2 separate regions of the Pan troglodytes genome follow, and region 1 is linked to region 2. The links are chromatin contacts, called in public HiChIP or PLAC-seq maps. All regions are on one chromosome and are shown on one strand. The core of a region is the stretch at or near the end of the contact, and the rest is flanking DNA. Distances in the headings are between cores, read along the strand shown. Region 1 holds the start of RAB3GAP2 (RAB3 GTPase activating non-catalytic protein subunit 2). Region 2 holds the start of MARK1 (microtubule affinity regulating kinase 1).

Region 1 (6,728 bases), core at 1,461-3,960, 270 kb before region 2:
AGCAGGAAGAATTGCTAGAAGAAGACATATCATATCATAGCCCAGGTTGAGAAAAGATGGTGGCCTGGACCAGGAGAGTGGTAGAGGGATAAAGAAAATCTGTTCCTTTTTTCTACATTCCCTATCTACAATCCTGCATCTGCTATCCTTCACAGCCAAGATCCTTGAAATAGTATATTTCACTTTTTAACCCCTTATCCTATAACTATGCTTTCTGCCTCCACTATCCTACTGAAACCGTCCTAAGGTCCAAGTTACCTCCACCTTCCCAAAACCAATAAGCATTTTTCTATCCTTTTCTTACCTGACCCCTGCTGCATTTGCAAAACTGCTGACCATTCCTCACCTTCATCAAGTTCTCGCCTTCCTCAGCTCCGAGGGCCTTACTCTCACATGATTTTCCTCTTTCTTTTACTCCTTCTCAGTCTTCTTCCCAGTAACCTCTACTTGACTTTTAAACACCAGTGCTCCTCTAAGCTTACAGCTTTAGTACTCAGTGCATTTCACAACATACATAATCCTTGAGACTGAACTGACACTTTTTGCTGTTAGCTCCCCAATTAACATCTCTGGCCCAGTACTCCCTACTGTTTAGACTATCTATATCTGGTGTTCAACCAGATGTCCTTACTTGGACATACCGTAAACATTTAAAATGCAAAAGGTTGAAAATCTGTATCCTTCATTCTCTTATTACATATAGTTGCCCAAATCACAAGCCAAAGACTTCCTAAACTCCCCCTCACTTACTAGTTACAATGCCCATCACCAGACCTTCACAAGGTCCTGCAGATTCTAACTCCTTAACGTCTTTCTAATCTAGTCCTTCATCTTCATCCTACTAAGGTTCTTAATTCAAGCTCACATAATTTCTTGCTTGGATTACTGGAAGAGCTTCCCAATCCATTTCCCTTCTTCCAATCTCTCCTCCACTCTGCTACCAGAGCACATTACAGGTCTTCAACAAATGTTGTTGATTACATTAAGTACAAATCTGACAATGTCATTTCTCTACTTAAACTTTCAGAGAAACGCCACAACTTTCACAAGGCTTCTCATGGTCTAGCTCCTTATTACTACTACTGCCTCATTGCCCCAACTCTTCCTCTCCCATCCTCCTCTCCAGCCATTCAGCTTTTCTTAGTTCTCTAAATACCATGCCATTTCAGGCCTCCCTTCCTCTGCACATGCTATTACTGCTCCTTTACTCCTCTAACTAGTACTTCAAAGGTAGGCTTAAGTATCACCACTTCAAGAAAATGCCTCATGTATCTCAGTCACACTGAATGGAAGTTAATGATTTGTCTGTAAACCAGAAGTTCCTACAGCAGGGTCCACCAACCTTATTTGGTTTGTAGCACCAATGACTGGCACAAGGTATGCAATCATTCACAGACGGGTTCGATTTGATATCTTCTAAATTTTCTAAAAAAGGGAGAGGAGCTTAGTGGGCTTTATATCACCATTCCGGTATAGCACAAAGTGAGAGCGCTGTACTACAAAGCCAAATGTGCTTCATGTTGGAAATGCAAAAATAAAATAAAATAAAATAAAACACAAGGCACACCCTTTCAAAAGATGAAATGTATGAAATTCTGAAAGCCTATGTAGTATCTAATAAACCAGCCTTGCAACTTTATACTACTTGGGGAAAGGCTTATTAAACACTTTGATGATAAAAATAGGTGGAAGGCTTCTCATCCCAATAAAGCAAATTAACCTTTCTTGGCTATGTCACTGTAATTTTAGTTCCTAATGTAGATGCTCGTTCACTTCCTGACAGGTTATTTTCCTTCTTTGAGAGAGTCTTACCTCAAGAGTCACTCATTTGTCAGCCATTTGTTCTCAAAATCTGAATGGGGGAAACGCAGATGAAAGAAGGGAGAGTGTGGGGGGATGATCAACATTTTCGGAATGGGAGGTGGCAGAAGGCCACAGTCTCCGGGATGGAAGAGAGTGGGAGCTGGGGCAATACCAGAGTGGAGCGCTGACATGTGGCAAGGAACGGGGAGGATGCGATCACGGAGTAGGCAACATGAAACAGGGAACGACCCCAGGCTGAAGATGGGAGACGGAGAAGATACTCAGAGAGAAAGCTAGGAATGTGTGGGGGTAGGGGGAGGGAGGGAGAAAGCGGTGATAGGCAGAGGCGAGAGGAAACAAGACGCAGTTTTTGGCCAGGGGTCAGAGGGCCTAAGGAGAAAAGCTGGGTCGAGAGGAAGACAACACAAATGGGGCTTCAGGACGAGGTGGGCAGGGTGTCATCCCGGAGCGGAGGGGAGGCACGGGGAGAACTGGGGGTCCAGAGGGCAGAGGCAGGCGCAGAGCGAGTAGGAGACCCGAACCCGCCGAGCAGAGGCCGCGGGTGACGAGGGAAGGAAGGGCGAGGCCAGAGAGGCACTTACTGGGGTCCCTCCGCAAGGCGCCGCTGAGGATCTCCTCCCGCAGGTGAGGAAAGAGGAAGTCCCGGGCGGCCTGGAGATCCTGGAAGTAGCAGAACTGGACAATGGAGCAGGCCATGGCTCCAGGGAACCCCACTACGGCACTCACCTTACCTCACCACGCCCTGCCCCCTCCACCCCACTGCGGCCGCCACCGAGCCCCAATAGCTCTAGCCAAGCAGAAGGCGGAGAAACCAAACCGGAAGCTGTCACTGACACGGGTCCGCGGTCTCCGAGTACTGCGCAGGCGCAGGCTGGCCCAGGCGCCTAGGGCGCGGGGGCCCGGGTCACGTGACTACGGCGCCGCCGCTGCAGGTGGAGCCAAAGTCGACGTGGAGGCTTGGGGCAGATATTTCAGTCCCAGTTCTGTGTCTACGCCGAGGCATGAACCCTTTCATTCATTCTGGCTTTTAGCCAGAGGTGTTCTAATTGGACTTGTCCGCGCAGCCCTTTGACTTATTCAGTCTTATTGATGCCCTACTATTGGCACGATCCTGATGTTTCACAGAAAATAATTCGTTTTAAACTAGTGGCAGGCCAGTGGGGGACCGTATCCTGCAAGAGTCGGATTTTGAAAAGATTAATTGCTCTTCCGGAGATTAGCCCCGTCAAGGCTGGCTTTAAATGCTCCTACTATAGATTCCCATAGTACTACGCAAGCCCAATATAGTACGTGTTATAGTGTATTATACACTTTTGTTTTCATTATTCATTTGGTTTTTCATTCATGCATTCATCCATCCATTCAACAAATATTTGTTAGTCTTTTAAATGCCAGCCACTCAGGGTGCTGAGCATTAGAGAACAAAAGAGAAGAAGTACCTTTTCCCAGAAAGCTAGAATTCTAGTGACTGATACAGGCAGTAAGCAATTAATTACAGTATTTCCCTTTAATCCAAGGGGATATGTTTTAAGATCCCCAGTGGATGACACAAACCATGGATAGTACTGAAACCTATGTATGTGTATTATGTTTTTACCTATACATATATATGATAAAGTTCAATTTATAAATTAGGCACAGTGAAAGATTAACAATAACTAATAATTAAATTGAATAATTATGTGGAAAATGAACCCATGGATAAAGGGGCGGCTACTGTACTTAACTATTTAACTGAAATTGTGATCATGCTAGTAAGTGCTTCATAAATATTTGCTGAAGAAATAAATGGAATGCGTACATAAAGTAAATAGAATAACTTGTTTCTTTGACAAAGCACTGTTTTTGAAAGTACTTTACATTGTTCATTTGGATAGTCACAAATGCCATCTAAAAATAGTGTGTCTTATCCCACTTTTAAAATAAAGAAATTGAGCTGTCTCTGAGCAGACTTTAAGTTATTTTTCCAAAAAATAAAAACAAAAAAATTATTTTAATGTGAGCACAAAGGCCTGTAGGCACTTACACATTTCCTAAAGGAAACCTAAAGAGGCCATCCACTTTGTACGAAGAAAGGGCACAGGAACAAATGGAAGGCAAGTGGATGGGGTCCAGAGCATTCATTTCTGTCAGGCCCGTGGACATACACACTTAGTCCTAATAATATAACAACTATAATTTAGTGCCCAGGTTCCTACTCCATTATTTCCTGCTTCTAGAGTAGGATGATTTTCACAAAATAGGATAGGCAATTTCTATGTTATCAGGTTAACAGGAATCAGTTCTTCACCTATAAAAGGCAGTTGAATCAGATGTGCTGTAAGGTCCCTTTAAGCATCAGGGACCTATACTTCTGTAATCAAAGCTTTCAGAAAAGGCAAGCTGCCAGTGCTCCCTTCTTCCATCTGAAGAAATGCAGTGTTTCCTCAGATCATCACTAACTAGAATAATCCAGCCCTGATAAGATTATTCCCTAAAATCCAGCACCAATCCCAAACTAAACTAAAATTTAAATTTAGATTCTTAGTGTTACTGGACGAATAACAAACACATGACACTTTCTGGAAGGAGACTGTCATTCCTTGAAAACCATTCAAGTTCCTATTCAGGTAAATGCATTTTGTGGAAGTAACTGCTGTTGGCTGATTTTGCTGGCCTTTGTTCTTCCCTGAGGCATTCATATGTCTCCTGTGGTGGTCATTGAATTTCATTACTGTGTTGGCTCAGTTTTAATGGTGAAGTCCCTGACTTCCTTCCAAGTACTGTTGAAAAGGATCATTCATGGATGTTTTTAAGGACTTTAGATACCCTTCACAGAAATTACAACACATTCATGAACTGAACTCTTCCCCCAGGAAGTTGTAATGCTACTGGGGGGGATGCCTCTGGAGTTCTGCTACCATGGTTTCTGCAGCATGTGGGAGGATTGCATCAGACAGTGAATATCACTTATTCCACAGTCATAAGAAAGCACATTGCAAAAATGTGCAGGCCTTACATATCCCAGCATTGACAGTGTCTCTCCGAGGTCTGGGTTCAGGAGGTAGGAAAAGCACTGTGACCAAAATAACAACAGGATGAGTCCAGGTACCAATGTGAACTTCCTCCAGTATCCATTAGTGTGAGTCAGAGCACAGATGACTGTTGTTAAGAGAGAGATGTGTTACTGAGGAAGATAAGCAGCAGCCCCTTGCCAATCCTTAGCAGCAGCTTGAAGCGAAGGGGTTGAGTTGCAGGATGGGCACTAAACGCAGATGTGAGAGAAAGAGCAATGGACTTGGAATCATGACTTTGGGGAATTCATGTCACTTTTTTGGGACTTAGTTTATTGGTTTATAAAATGAAGAGGCTGGGCTCTAAAGTTCATCCCAGGGATATGTAGGTTTTGGTAAGAGACTGGGAATGGCAAGTTCTGGGAGTTGGAATTGCTTAGAAGGAGTGGTCTGTGTAAGCACCCTAGTAAGAAGCTTGGGTCAGCAGGAGAAAATGTGAGGGTACTGGACATCTCTAAGGGAAAGTAAGGGGAGCATAGCAAGGGCGTGGAGAGTCCTTGAAGGCTTACCTCATAGCTGTGCTAAGGGTCATCCTTGAATTGAAGATTGAGTGAGCAGAAGCAAGGGCTATTTACAATTATTATTCAACAAACATTTATGGAGTGCTTTTTACATTAAAGATACTGTAGTAAGCACAGTAAGGCAATAAGGACAAGTGATCCAGAGATTCACTACTTAAAAGCAGACAAACACAAATGCTCTAAGAGCAGAGTGTGATGAGTACCATGGATGGCTTTTGGATAAAGGGCAGTGGGAGAAATAAGGGAGAGATTAATTTAGGTCCCTAGGGGTGTCCCTTGGAAAAGAAGTAGTGTGGAAGAGGTAGGAAAGGCATTAAACAAATTGGTTCTTGATTATAGAGAACCTCAAAATCCAAATAGTGAAACCGCCTTTGCAAAATTATGACTGAGACAGTGAAAGAGATGTTACTTAACCGACTCCATCTTGCTTCTAACCTCCAAGCTGTCCTTGTTCATTCTTGGGCATAAGTTGAACTAACTTTGAGAGAAACTTAGTTTACAGTTTAAACAAAGACGGTAACAGCCTTTTCCCAAAGCAGACCTCCTTCTTGCCCGGGGACTAGATTGCCTTTGTAGGACTAACATTAGCCACAAGATTAAAAATTATGGTTTAGGAGTCATGCAGCTGGAGAGTGTGACCCTCCCTAAACTGCTCCTAAGATCAATGCTTGAACTATTTTGTAGACCCTGCACTTGATGTATCAGCTGGCACCACCCAAATCAATAAACTGGCTCATCTGACCTTGTAGCCCCCACCCAGGAACTGACCCAGCACAAGAAGGCAGCTTCGACTCCCTATGATTTCATCCCTGACCAATCAGCACTCCTGGCTCATTGGCTTTCCCCCACCCACCAAGTTATCCTTAAAAATTCTGCTCCCCGAATGCTCAGGGAGACTGATTTAAGTAATAATAAAACTCCGGTCTCCCTCACAACCAGCTCTGCGTGAATTACTCTTTCTCTGGCAATTCCCCTGACTTGATGAATTGGCTCTGTCTAGGTAGCGGGCAAGGTGAACCCCTTGGGCAGTTACCATAGTATGGTCTGGTCTTTTTCTGTGTGCAAGGTATAACCAATTGAAGATATTTTGAAGAAGATGTAGAAGTATGTGGGATGACTGAAGGCAGATAGACCCCTCTAGATGTCACAGCAATATTCTAAACGAGAAGTAATAACATTGGAAAGGCAGTGCCTCTCTGGTGGCTGAATCAATAGAATTTTGGTATACAGTTAGATATATAGGTGTGGGAAGGGAAAATATGACCCAAGGTGATGTTCAAGTGTTCAGTCCAAAGAATTGGAAAGGTGGCAATGTTATGTCAGCAACCAA
Region 2 (6,845 bases), core at 702-3,201:
ATTGAACAGCACCACATATTTCAGTTATCTTCTTCTGTATCTTATTAACCTGGTGCATCTGTGATCTTGAACAAGTTAACTTAGTGGAATTTTGTAAAATGGAAATAAATACGCCTGTCAGGGTCACCACGATTATAAAGATAGAAAAATATGTGAGTATACTTTAAAGAGCAAAATACAAACTACCAGCTGAAGGAATGATTCATATTCCAATGGGGCTGAACGCCTTTTCACAGCTACTTGTTTATTGCTAGGTTAACTCAGGTACTATTGCAACACTAGGTACCCTTGTGTGGCTGCAGCAGTCAGTGATGCCGCTGACACTGTGGTGGCAGCCCCTACAGGCAGCCGTCGCAATAGTTAACCAGAAAATAACCAGAAAAATACAGGATTATGTCCTTGCAACTTCAATACATCTTGGTGATTCAGGATTTTCTGCAGAGGGCATGTAAATGCTTGACATTCTCAGTAACACATCATAGTTCAGGAGGCAGCATTGCAGTTCCGCTGCCTAAATTCTGTTTGAGAAGTGGTGATGACCACCAAAGGGATCTTGTTTTTTTTTTTTTTTCATTTGCTTTGTGAAATTGGTAAGTGGTTACAAGAGAAAATGCTAAAGAAATAAGTACATAGATGGTGTTCTAGAAGTGAATATAGACTGAGTGAGAATTGCTTCTTTCCTCAAAGGATTTTTGTGTTTGCTATTTTCAGGTCTTTTGGACCCATGCTTCAAGGGTCAAGTGTTAACTTTTCAGAAACAATCTTTAATGAGTCAGGATAAAAACCATCTGGTTCAGGGATTCTTCTTTCAAATGGAGGAAATTCAGAAGAGACGAGAAATTTCCCACCATTATAAGAATTCCATTGGAGGCATACTGAAGCAGCTCAGAAAATCAATGTATCCGCTCCTATCTTTCATTCCTTTTGTCTTCCTGCCCATCCATGAAAGGAAGTGAAAAAGAAATGTTGCAAAGAAGAATAGAGAGACGATAAGGTTTTCGTTCTACAGGCTGAATGTGCAAAATGTAAGCTCTCAAATGAGATTAAAAAAAATGCAGCCTTGCTTATAAAAGGCGAATGGGTCCTGGACAATGCACTACAGACGCGGGTGCCTACAGGATGTCTTGAGGCAGGTGGGTGGAAGTGTGAGGAAGCCACCTGGAAGAGGGAGGACAGGGCCCAAATCAGACACAGCTCTCCATCCTCCCTAAACAGGCTCGCCTAAGTGACACTTCCTTGTGTCCCAGGAAGTGACGATCAGCCAGTGTAGATGTTGTGACTCGCGGGTCTCACCCACTCCGAGGGTGCTGCAGGGCGCCCAGAGCGAGACGTCTTCCGCCGGCCCCATTCCCGAAGAGGCCGCGCCGTCGGGGGCTGAGACCCACTTGTACTGAGTCTCCAGCCGCCCCCCTAGGCTGCTGGCGCTTCTAGGGGCTTCTGTGCTTTTTGCCAAACTCTGAGGGTGACCCTGAACCTAACGGCTCCCTAGAGAAGGAGACTGACAGAGGGCTCAGGCGACGACAGGGATTGAGAAAGCGTGGAAACGGGGGAGGAGGAGTAGAATTTAAGAATGGTAAAAGTCCCGAGGTAGGAGAAAAGGAGGGGTAGGATCCAGGGTAGGATTGAATCCAATTCTTCTCCAATGAAACGGACAAACAAACAAACAAACAAAAACAGAAAGAAAGAAAAAGAAAAAAAAAAGCCACTGATTCACATCAGCTCTCTCTCACCCTCAACCCGGCAAAAACCAAACACGAATAAAAATAAAACCACCAGAGGCTCTTAGACGACCGTAAACTCTGCGGGTGGGGCACGAAACAAAAATAAACACAGGGACAGGCGGGCAAGAGAGCGCGGGAGGAGGAGGAGGAGAAAAAGGAGGAGGAGGAGGAGGAGGCGGCCCCGCATCCCTAATGAGGGAATGAATGGAGAGGCCCCCTCGGCTGGCGCCCGCCCACCCGGCGGCGGCCGCCAAGTGCCTCTGGGCGCTGCGTGCCGCGCCCGCTGCTCCGCGCGCAGCCGGCTCGGGCCGCTCCTCCTGACTGAGGCGCGGCGGCGGCGGTGGCTGTGACCGCGCGGACCGAGCCGAGACATTCGCGCCGGGGGATCGGGCGCCGCCGCCGCTGGGCCCCGGGCGCGTGGATGCGGCTGGGTCGGGCGGCGCCGCACACCTGAGGCGGAGAACGGGGCGCGGCGCGGGCGACGCTGTCAGGGCCGCGGTTCCTGACGCCCAGGCGCTCGCCAGGACGCGCCAGGCAGTGATTTGAGGCACCGGGTTCACCTTCACCCATGGTCCGGAGAGCCTAGCGGGGCTCGCCGCCGCCTCCCGGCTCCCCTTCCACGCCTCCCACCCCTCGGCGCCGCATCCTGCCAGCCTCGCCGCCCCGCCAGCGCCGGGCAACCGCCTCGCCCGAAGCCCTCCCTCGTTACTGTCCGCATACCCCGGCGGCGCCGCCGCGGGAAGCGGCTCCCCCTCCTCTTCCTCCGCGTCCTCTTCCCTCTTTCCCCCGCCGGGGCCGCTTGTTGCACCGCCCCGCGGCCTGCGGGAGCCGCTCGCCCCGGCCTTGTGCTCGCGTCCGCACCCCTTTCCTGTCGCCCCCCGGGGCCCGCACCACAGCCCGGCCGGCGAGACCCCGGCCAGACCCCGCTGCCCGCACAAAATGTCGGCCCGGACGCCATTGCCGACGGTGAACGAGCGGGACACGGAAAATGTGAGTAACCGGAGCCTCCCTCGGGAGCAGTGGGGGCGAGACCCTCCTCTGATCCCCACTTCACCCGCGCTTGGGCCGTCCCCCGTGCCTCGGCGCGGCCACCCGCGGCAGGGTCTCCACCTGGAGCCCGGCATGACCCTCACCCACTGCTCAGCCCTATTCTTCATTCCAACCCCATTTCGCTTGTTTCCCCTCAAGGGTGAGGGTGGGGAACCGTAAGTGGCGCCCTCTCGCTCGGAGGTGGTCCTCCAGGAGCGGATGGGGTGATGGAGGGCAGAGAAGCAGAATGGGATGGCAGAGTGGGCAGTCAGGATTGCTTTATTTCTACCTCTGCATTCTGTGCCCCCACCCGAATGAATGCTTGCTTTACAATAGCAGACGAGCCGGCTACCTCTCACACTCTTGCTTTTCTGGATCTTTCAATCCTTTGCACTCTCCCCTCCTCCCCCCGCATTGCCCCATGACTTTGCTTTTTGTAACATTGTGTCCACATTTTGGGTCATGGGCACCAAAGGGAGAAGGATGGGAATGGAAGTGGAGATGTGTGCGTGTTTGTGTATGAGTTTATACTGCTGTGACACTCTTAGTAGGGATGAGTAGAAGAATTTCACGAACAGCATCTATGGCCCTGGGGTTACAGCAAAATGTTGAAAAGCCACATGAAGCCAAGGGCTTTTTAATCTCTTCCTTAAGTCAGTGATAATGATGCAGGGCAGGTTTTACTTTAAATATCTCTCCTCCTTGGAGTGTCACAAGGTGCACATCTTTAAGGGAGGGATTTTCAGTGTCTTTGATCAGATTGCCCTCTGGAGCTGTTATCAAGATGCAGATGTGCCGGGCTTTTAAACTCTTGAAAAACGAAAAGAACAAGATCCCTTGTATTTCCACCTTCTGAAAAGTACAGTTGTGTGTGTGTGTGCAAGTTCCTTTGTGGGAAGGTTTTCTTGTTTTTGTTTTTGTTTAAAACACTCAAGACCTGTAAATAGGGCTTGGCTGATTTTCCGACTGATTTTAAGGACCTAGAGGGGTACTAAGTTTTGGTCAGCTGTCCAGAGCTCTCTGTCTAGTTATCTCATCAGCCGTCCAGCTTTTGATATACCACTGACTTCATGGGGTTGGTAAAATAAAATAACGAAGCGCTTTGGTGTTCTTAGACAAAAGGCATGAGAGAAAGGATACAAGCTCACTTCTGAGTTGTTGGGGGGGTATAAACAGATGATTTCATCTTAGGAGGGAAGCACAGAAATTTAATATAACTATACAAAGAGAGAAGAAATTCTACTAAGAGACCATTGTTAGAGGACCTGTGAAGATGTTTCAGAGTATGCTTTTGTCTTCCCTAGCGCCGTGCATTTAAAATGGGAAAGATAGTGTAAGGCTGCTGCTATCATAAATTAGAACTTCATTTGCATCATAACTATTTTAGAAAATATAATTGATACATAATTTTGATTGAGAGATCGAACAAGTTCAGAGAAAAAGATGGATATTTTGGTTTAAGTTGGTTTTAAAGCCGAGTTGGCACAGAATTTTTCTAACAGGAACATTAAAAAAATGCCTGTCATTCAAGAGTGTGAATGAAAAGTATGACAGATGATAACCTTTGTTTTTATTAGCAAATTACTGTATGTGTTAACCCAGGAGGAGTGGGAAAATACATTGTTTTTATTTTCTTTTAGATTTTGAATAGTATAGCTTTTCTCATACTTGTATGAATAAGGTACTTCATAAAGACATGAGATATAATTATAGAAATATGCATTAAGGAATAGCACAAAATGCAGCGTCTCATGTAAGAACACACAAAAAAGGATTTTAAAGCTAAGCAATAATAGTATGATAAATTTTGTTGTGAGTACCTTCTGAAAATGATTATGCTGTATAAACTGATTTGCTGTTTCTGAACATGTTATTTCAAAGTCACTTTTATGGTCTTGGGCCTTATTGTGTTGTACATAATGATATCTCCATTTAGCTTACTTTACCCACACCTTATTTTCTCCTAATTGCTGTGGAAAATACCTATTATACGACACCTGTCAATTAATAAGTATGCACTCAGCATGTTCATTTTTTAGGTAAAGGGTTGGGAAGGGGATATAGAAGTAGTGTTTAAGATAAGGTCTCTCCCTGCAAGGAGCTTACAGAAGAGATAATAATCCCAAACAAGTAATGTATGGTAGAAGACATTGTGTAAATAGGGCTAAATTGGTTTATAGGTATTATAGGTGTTTATCAAAGAGGCCACCACTGATGGCTACGAAATCACCATTGGTGACTCTCTTTATTCTCTAGTTGGTAGTAAATGGCATCATCCATTTTTACTTCTCATCGATGAAATAAAGTAACAAACCTGCTTGTTAGCTAATATATTAATGCCAGTATGGCAGCCAAAATGTATTTTTGTTTATAGTCATTTTCAATTACATGACATATTTTTAAAAATAGTTACAAAACTTTTATATTCATATGACTATTAAAGGGTTCTAAGTCCTTTGGTATATCAAGGACACTAACTAAAAACATTTTATTTTCCTTAGAAATTAAAATCAACAAATACAGTAATTTAAAACACCATCTTGATATTTCGTTGTCGTTTGCAGTTAATATAAACATTTCTTTGGTCATCCATATAACGTATTTGGATTTTGTGTCCTTGGGAATATATAATATCTACCCTTCTCAGTGTCACTAATATATATTCAGGATAAATAAAAATCCCAAAAGAGGAATATTATAGCACTGATCTCTTATATACTACTACTATATATAGTAGAATGAGAAAGAATTGCTTTTCTCTAAGAACAGTCTATGTGTACTTTTTCAGGAGTATTTTCTTTGATGAAAGATTTGTGTGTGCCTTGTTAATAGGCCTCAACGGGCTAAATACAACAGGACAACCAATGATTAACTTTTAAGGCAATAAACACTTTGTAGTAAAGTAAAAAAAATGTGTTGCAGATAATAGAATCTATGCAAAATGTGTTTGATTTTAGATTATAAACAGTAAGTCCAGAAAAAGAGTAAAAAAGATTTCTCTTTTTTTCTTTTGGTAGATTTTATTTGGATAATTCCACCATGGATATAGATAATATATTATCATTACTCTTACATGTTTTTTAATGAAACAAGAAAAAAAATTTAGTATTTGGGAAAAACTCCGATTATGCTAATTATTAATGGGTCAAAAATGCTCAGCCTAGCTTTCTGTGATGAAATTTTGATCAGTATGAAGAAAACTCTTTTGACTACTTCTTGGAATGTTTTAAAATTGAATTCAGTTAGACTAAAAAGCCTTTAATAAAAAAAGACTCGATGTTGAGTCTTGTGACATACTGAAATTCATGGCGGTGATTATAATGATTACCTATTGTAACTAAGGTTGCCATCAGTAGTTTGTCTTTTGAGAATCATTGTTAATGGCATGAAGAAGCGAGAGGAAAGCATACCTTTGTCACTACCCTTGGATTTTCTGTGCATCCTTCACATGTCACAGTACGTATCACGTAGCATCTAATTGCCTGACTTTGTCTCCCTTAGTCTGTGTTGCCAGTGCCCAGCACAGTGACTAGTACTAGTATATAAGAAATCAGTGCTGTAGCACCCCCTTTGAATTTTTTCATTTATCATCAAAATATATTGGTGACATTGGTGAGGGTAGACATTACGTATTACAACCTGAGAGGCTGAATGAAGCCTTCAGAGAGAAAATTTAGTGACCTACCCAAGGTTAATAATTCTATCCTTCAAGGTGAATAATGAAAATCTGACACTTTCCACTATTACTGTACTCATGCTGTTACTTCGAGAAAGTGTTTTTTTGTTTTCTTTTGTTTTGTTTGTGTCTTAAAGATTTTAGAAGAGTGGCTCATGCCTCTAATCCCAGCACTTTGTGGGGCCGGGGTGGGAGGATTGCTTGAATCCAGGAATTCGAGACCAGCATGGGCAACATGGAGAAACCCTGTCTCCACTAAAAATACAAAAATAAGCTGGGCATGGTGGTGTGTGCCTGTAGTCATTCACAGCTACTAGAGAGGCTGAGGTGGGAGGGTTGCTTGAGCCGAGGAGATAAAGGCTGCAGTGAGCCAAGATCACACCGCTGCACTCCAGCCCGGGTGACAGAGTGTGAACCCT

The links. HiChIP or PLAC-seq counts read pairs in DNA pulled down with a chosen protein or histone mark.
Region 1: an H3K4me3 HiChIP or PLAC-seq map of stem cell-derived excitatory neurons shows a contact between it and region 2, with 4 times the contacts expected there. The contact joins the promoter of RAB3GAP2 here to the promoter of MARK1 in region 2. A contact is called at or near these places in 1 of 7 Hi-C or Micro-C datasets (stem cell-derived neural progenitor cells) and 1 of 1 datasets of contacts at active chromatin or transcription factors (stem cell-derived excitatory neurons).

Annotation. Positions count from the first base shown.
Region 1 is chr1:28,860,524-28,867,251 of NHGRI_mPanTro3-v2.0_pri, reverse strand. It overlaps RAB3GAP2 (RAB3 GTPase activating non-catalytic protein subunit 2), which reads right to left and starts at 2,710. Exons shown (of 34, transcript XM_063791761.1): 1 at 2,406-2,710. The coding sequence starts at 2,520.
Region 2 is chr1:28,587,508-28,594,352 of NHGRI_mPanTro3-v2.0_pri, reverse strand. MARK1 (microtubule affinity regulating kinase 1) reads left to right here and starts at 1,951. Exons shown (of 17, transcript XM_016939088.4): 1 at 1,951-2,711. The coding sequence starts at 2,661.